Regions from separate parts of the Mus musculus genome. Here region 1 is linked to region 2. A link is a contact called in public Hi-C data. All regions are on one chromosome and are shown on one strand. The core of a region is the stretch at or near the end of the contact, and the rest is flanking DNA. Distances in the headings are between cores, read along the strand shown. Region 1 overlaps Samd12 (sterile alpha motif domain containing 12). Region 2 overlaps Samd12 (sterile alpha motif domain containing 12).

Evidence for each region. A called contact is a pair of places that touch in the nucleus more often than the background predicts.
Region 1: a Hi-C map of adipose-derived mesenchymal stem cells shows a contact between it and region 2, with 6 times the contacts expected there. The contact joins two enhancer-like sites. A contact is called at or near these places in 3 of 15 datasets of contacts at CTCF or cohesin (the NIH/3T3 cell line, large pre-B cells and pro-B cells), 24 of 484 Hi-C or Micro-C datasets (the AML12 cell line, the C2C12 cell line, adipose-derived mesenchymal stem cells and 14 more) and 3 of 115 datasets of contacts at active chromatin or transcription factors (embryonic fibroblasts, fibro-adipogenic progenitors and vascular smooth muscle cells).

The regions. Positions count from the first base shown.
Region 1 is chr15:53,687,316-53,690,722 of GRCm38.p6, forward strand. The region is part of intron 3 of Samd12 (sterile alpha motif domain containing 12); the gene reads right to left. Among named protein-coding and RNA genes, the nearest start is that of Mir28c, 75 kb to the left of the region's middle. Within about 2 kb of position 2,081, at least 51 of the 459 cell types and tissues checked have an H3K27ac peak or open chromatin away from gene starts, as enhancers often do. A contact at or near this core is called in the C2C12 cell line, the NIH/3T3 cell line, adipose-derived mesenchymal stem cells and 2 more, where this site is marked.
Region 2 is chr15:53,541,842-53,545,307 of GRCm38.p6, forward strand. All of the region lies in intron 4 of Samd12 (sterile alpha motif domain containing 12), which reads right to left. Among named protein-coding and RNA genes, the nearest start is that of Gm23200, 70 kb to the right of the region's middle. Within about 2 kb of position 1,275, at least 22 of the 459 cell types and tissues checked have an H3K27ac peak or open chromatin away from gene starts, as enhancers often do. A contact at or near this core is called in the C2C12 cell line, the NIH/3T3 cell line, adipose-derived mesenchymal stem cells and 2 more, where this site is marked.

The DNA.
Region 1 (3,407 bases), core at 831-3,330, 150 kb after region 2:
GGGTCAAGAGGTGGGGGGTAATCTGCTGAAATCTCGGATGTTTGCAGTGAATCAGAGTTTTTAATGGATAAAAAGTTATTAAACAATGGCTGTCAGGCTTGACTGTCTGCCAAATGATGAATCATTGGCATAGCTGTATTTCCCAACTTGGAAATTTTGCAACTCATTAATAAACTGCAACTCTTACTAGGTGTTTGGTTAAAGCACACTTAAATAAAGAGTTTGCAAACATTTATTCTCTACAGACATCTTCCTACTGTATTCTGAGTCGGAATACAAGACCATTTTCCCTCTAAGATTGCAGTTTCCAAGGAAGGGCACTTTATTTTCAAGAATTGTAAAGAGAAAAATTACTATTAATTCATTGTTTCAACTCTGTCCAGTAGAAAATTATTATGTGTGAAGTAAAAGGAGAGGTTGAGAACAGTTACCTGCCAAACATGGGTTTGGGCTGGTAACTTAGTTGGCAAAATGCATGCCAAACACAGACAAAGCCCTTGGTTCTATTTGAAACACTACATCCATGTATGGTCCCAACATTGAGTAGCTGGAGGCAGGAAGATCAGAAGGTCAAGGACATTCCTGACTACATGGAATACATGGAACTCTTGTCTTAAGAAAATCATCATCATCATCAACAACAACAAATCTACAACATCTTAGTGACGTTTCAGTATTCACCTACCATTTTTAAGAAAGAAAGGAGTGGGGAATACCTTTATAGCTTTTCAGCATCAGTCTGAGAAATAGTCTACTTCATACCTAATCCATCTCAATTTAGCACACTTAGTATCTGACCTTTACTCTTACTCTGGAAGTCTTTGAATAGAATTCAACCAGCCCTTTCATTTTGAAATGTTAGGCTCAATATATATTCTATTACTAAAAGTAGCTTTATATTAAAGGGTGGGGTTCATGGTATAGATGAGGAAGACCACTGGAGACCCCTTAAATGGGGAGGTAATCCCTTCATATTTTCCATAAGCCTGCACTGCTAAGGTTAGGTTCTATCACCACAGAATGTCCCAGTGAATACTACGTACCTAAGGCCTAGCTAGCAGAGTGTTCTAGAGTTTGCAGGGACACTGACCAGGTCGATCACACTTCTGGAACAGAGAAGGACAGCAAGCTGATCAATTTAGAGTCCAGTGTGACTAAGGAGAAATTTCTTTTTAAAAGAATATTACTAGCGTCTCTCATCCCATCTCACGTAGCTGCACGAGTGGCGCTGTTCAGAGATGGTAGTTTTAAAAGGTGGGAACAGGAGCCTGATCGTAGGTCATTGTCATGTACCCTCAAGGTGACTGTGGAACCTCCGCCTTTGCCCAGCTTTGCTCTCTAGGTAAGTGATGCGTGGATGCTCTGTCCAGTGTTCCCCATCCTTTGGTCTACCCACAGAAGATCAAAGCAATGGGTCTGCCTACTTCTGTACTGAATCTTCAAAATGTGGGTCTAAACAAACCTTTTCTCTGCATATGTTAATTATCACTCTATAGAAAGCTATTGCAAAGCCAACTCTACCGTTAGTTGGTGTAACTGCTCCCCCTGGAGGAACTCAAGAGAACTGCAAACTACTCACCATCTAGTGTCCTGCCCACAAAGACTGAGGAGAAGTCTTTAGGACAAAGCAGGTAAATAATCCTTCGCAAATATTTCTTCCAAGGATAATTTCTCAAACAGATTGAGAACCACCACACAGCTCTGTATTTCAGATCTTTTATGTTTTAGTTTGTACCCTCCCAGAACAAGACAGATATAAAGATGCACACGGCCACCATGGCCATGCTTCCTTTTGCATTCGGATAATTTGAGGATAAACTACTTTAAAGGATAAAGATAACAAGATAATCCTTGAGTGTACATGTACATTATTAGGGATAATCAGTTACTTTATGTTATAAAAATAACAGAAAGGCAAAACCACTTTTTGACAAAAGGTTGTACTTAACTGGAAAAAAAAATTGACTAAAGGAGAATGTGTAGCTTCTGCTCTTTGTTCAAGATGAGCATACCAGGAAGGTGACTCTTGATGAGGTTTTGGTAGCATTACATTTCCTTCTAGCCTACGGCTTTTAGTAACCCATTCTAGGATAAACAGTCTCCATTCCTAAGTATGTTTTAAGGATGAGCTGTCCAATCTGCCCACACATGTGGAACAGCCAAGTCTCCTGGACACATTCCATGTGCAGAAGTGGCAGCTCTGACTCAAACTGTCTGCCTGTCCCGTGTGAGAGCGAAGAGAGGAAGAGAGGCCTTCCATGGCAGTTATGGTTCAATGTCATTCGTTCAGTGTGCCCCTTCCCTTCTCTCTGGATGGCTATTTTTTTTTCTTAGACATTCCCCACATCTCAGCAAAGCACAGACATCAGTGGACGGAGTTGTAAAAGGAAAAGGAGAAATCAGATTTTCTTTCTAGCAAATCAGGGAACCTGGGTTCACTAATTTAACAGCTCTACTGAAGTGGAAACAAAGACACAGTTACTCATCTTAACCAGTGCGATGACATTGAAAAGTGGGACGTAAAGAAAAACAGAAAACATTATAAGAATAGATTAGCATCCTGATTACTAACTACAGTAATTGTTACTATTAATTAAGCTAATAGATTAGGGAAAGAACTTTGACCAGACAATGCTTCCATCCCTACCGCCTCCCCCTCAACCCCTCCAAGTCAGGGAACATCACTCAAATTCTGGTACAGAATAATTAGTGACATTGCCCTTCTATTCAGTTGCCTCTAACAGGCCCTTGGGAGTCAGCTGGATTCAAAGAAACCTTTAAACGTGAACAGAATCAAATAGCCGAGACTGGGCTTCATCTAAAATAACATAGAGCTTGTTGAGCTAAATGGTACAGCTGCCAAAATTCCAGATTGTAGAGATTGTCCTAAGTGAAAATCAAACCATTTTCTGGCATACAGATTCATTTATTGAGGCTTGGCTAACCTGGCCAAGTGCTACTGAGGACAACCAACATATGATAGAATCAGAGGAGAACCTCTCAGCCAACAGGACCTTGCTTGACTTCTCCAGGCTTGCTTGCCCTCGCTGTAGCATCCATCTCAAATACGTACCATCGCCTCAAATACATACCATCTACATGCATTCGCAGAATCATCACTGAAGACTATTTGATTATGTAAAACTCCAATTTTATTTTAATGAGTTACCTACTGTGTTTGTATTTTGATTTTTTTCAGAACATTTGCATATTTAAAGAAGTGTTTAGAAATGTGGCCCATGATGTTTTTTGGGGGAAAAACTATGGATTAAGGAAAAAATGGAGCTCTGCAGAATGGGGTTAGTGAAGGAAACTACATTATGAGAGTCCTCCTAGTAACCACCCAGCTTCAGAACAGAGCTCCATTCTCGAACAATGAGTCCTGTCTCTTTCTTAGTCTTCTCTGT
Region 2 (3,466 bases), core at 25-2,524:
AAAAAAGGAGAAAAAACAAAACAACAACAACAAAAAACAAGGACTAGATCCATGATCCCCAACAGTTTTGTGCCCAACATTGTGGTAGCATTTTACACGAGCTATTTAGTTTCCTCAACAACCAACAATCCACTTAGTGCTTATGGAATTACAGGATGATGCTTCACTTAATAAACTTTCCCCATTGTACAGAACACGTATTCTATTTCTTGGATTACATTTGAGGAAGTGATTTGCAAATCATTAAGTCAGCCTCTTTTTAAGGGCATTACATGGCATAAAGCTATGGTCCCCTTGGAAGTAGCAGGGTAGTTATAGAAAAATGCAAAGGAAAATAAAATAAGAAAAGTTAGCTACTAGTGACACAAGCAAAAACGCAAATAGTTAAGTGATGACTCATGGCATGTAACACTGGAAGTTTTCTGGAAATGATGCTTTCTAAGGGGAGACAGAAAAGTACACAAGAATGAATACATGTTCTGTCTGCATTCCTAATGATGATGCTGTTTGGTACATTATGAGAGATCATAAAATTACTATAAGAAATAGCTTAAATAATAAATGCCTGAGCATCTATTACTAGCTTAGCAAACTGAAAATTCAACAGGAGCATGGCCCCTCACGATGCTACTCCTAAATGGAAATAAGATTTGGAACAGTGTTAGTTTTTGACAGTTACATATGTACTTCAAAAAATAGGAACACACTTTCATTGATAAACTTTAGTACATTTCAATAAAATTGAATGATAAAATGCATATGTGTTTTGTGGTTGGCTTTTGGCTTATGCCTTTGGTCATGTGATACAGTCATTTTTTTTTTTTTTTGTCTAGTTGCATTGGAAGATATTTTATAAAGACATCACAGTTGATGTACAAATAAAAAAAGTTAATTGGGTAATTTCCAATTTTCTACTATTAAAATAAAAGCTACCACAAATGTTCTTATGCCTATGTTCTGGTATGCAAATTATTCTCTAGCTCATATTTCTCTAGGCTGAAACCTCTATAAGTTGGATGAGTCGATGTGGGGAAATCCTGATTCTATTTCTAATTTTAAAGAGATTTTTAATCATTCTTCATCAAGTATGACTTCATCTTTCACCTTTCTTTGTATCAAGTTTATTCTGTTGCTATGATAAAACATCTAGCCAAAACCAACAAGGAGACAGAAGGGTTTGTTTGAGTTACATTTCCAAATCACAGTCCATCACTATGGGAGGCCATGGCACAAAATCAAGTATTTCAGTTAGAGTTACTACTGTTGTGATGAAACAACTTGACCGATGCAACTTGGGGAGGAAAAGGTTTAGTTGGCTTAAGTTTCCACACTGCTCATCACTGAAGAAAGTCTGGACAAGAACTCAACCAAGGCATGAAACAGGAGGAAGAAACTAACGCTGAGGTCATGGAGCAGTGCTGCTTCCTGACTCGCTCCTCTTTTGGAACCCAGGATCAACAGCAGTTTAGGCATAGCACCACTGATAATGGGCTGGGCCTTCTCCTTTCAGTTAGTAACTAACAAAATGCCCTATATGCTTCCCTATGGGTAGATCTTAGGGAAGCATTTTCTCAACCGAGGTTCCCTCCTCTCAGATGAGTATAGGTAGTATCAAGTTGACAAAAAACCTATCCAACCCATTGAGGCAGGAAGCTGGAGGCTAGAACCATGGAAATGTTGCTTACTGGTTGGCTCTCTGGCCCATGTTCTGTTAGCTTTCTTATACAGCCCAGCTCCCTTGCCTAGGGATGGTGCCGCCCACATTAGGCTGGTTCCTCCTTCATCCATAATCAATCAAGACAAGCTCTCACAGACATGCCTGCAGGTCAATCTGACGGAAGAAATACTTCAGTTGAAGTTCTCTCTTCTTAAGTGACTCATCTAACCAGGACACCAGATTGCTATATTAAGAGAATTCCATTCCATTCCATTATTAAGAATTAACTTTTTCGAGACAGGGTTAAGAAGTCTTAAAATAAGGAATATTTGTAGAATTTTACTGAATGAGTGTTTGGTATCTATGGAGATGATATGTTTTTCCTTTTATGACGTTGTACAGTGACTTGTATTAGTTTCTTAATTCTGAACTTACTTTGTCTCCAGGGTTCACTCTAAATCTACAATGTCTAATTTTAAAATTTTCTTTTGGTGATGGTATATGTTTTTCATTAAAAACATTTCTTTCTTCATGTGTGCATCTGCACATATTTGTGTGGCTGTAGGCTCCCCTGGCCCAGGATGTGGTCCTATTCGTGAGAGCTGGAGTCACGAGCATGTCTGATACTTGGCTTGCTATATAGGTGCTGGGCACACACAGCAGCCCCCACAGCTGCACAGCAAGCCCTATGTGGTGAGTTATCTCTCCAGCATCAATTTGATTTTATTATACTATGTCAAATTTTGGACCCAAGATTGATACTGCTTTTATAGAATTAATTTGGGAATATCCTTTTGTCTTTTCTTGTCTAAGAGAACTGATATATTTTTGACATGAATAACTGGAAGAACTTTCATATACAACCATTCAGTTTAGTACTTTCCAGTGGGGAATAGTTTATCAACAGTTTTCTTTCTTCAATTCTTATGGGCTCATTTGGGTTTCCTTGATTTTCTTAAATTAGTTTTGATGATCTGTATATGGTTGTGTATTGTTTGTTCATCTAAAATTTCAAATTATTTGCATGGAGTAGTTTAAACAACTGCTTTTAAAATCTGATAACTTCTCATTCATATATAACTATAGACACTTTTATATCTTTTGTGTTATTTGTAAATTTCATCTCTTTTTGACATTTAGCCAATATGTTATTGTAACTGATCAACTTTTTGCCTTTTCTACTTTTGTGTACTTTTTAAATAAATGTTTATTATTCCCACTTATTACTTGTGAGATTAATATGCTGTTACTTTATAAAAGTGTCCACAGATGAGCAATTCATATATTTTTAAACATAAACATTAAAGGGTATAAATGTCTCCTTAAATATTACTTTAGCTTTATGTTTTATGCATTTTGTTAAATAGAATTTATACATAGTCAGTTCAGTCCCATTTTCATAAATATGAGGGTTTTTTGCACCCTAAGAATATTATGTTTTTATATGTTTGTAATTGTTTTCATAATGAATTTGTTTGTATTTTGCATGATATAATTGATTCTTTAAAATTTGGTGAACTTGCTTCATATTCTAGAATATGATAAATTTGCATATACTTTTTGTCTTCTTCAAAATGACATCTACTCTCCAGCTGTTAACAGTGTTCTGTGTATATTTTCAAGGCTAAGTTACTCAACATGCCCATCATTTTTACTCTATGTATCCTACCAAAAGCCACACAAAATTTTTTTCTATATAATGTGAAACTCCATATATCTTATTGCACATCTGTCAATTTGTCTTTCACATCTAAAGGCATGAATACTCAGTACACATTAACTCAACACCATTGTAATTACTAAACAATG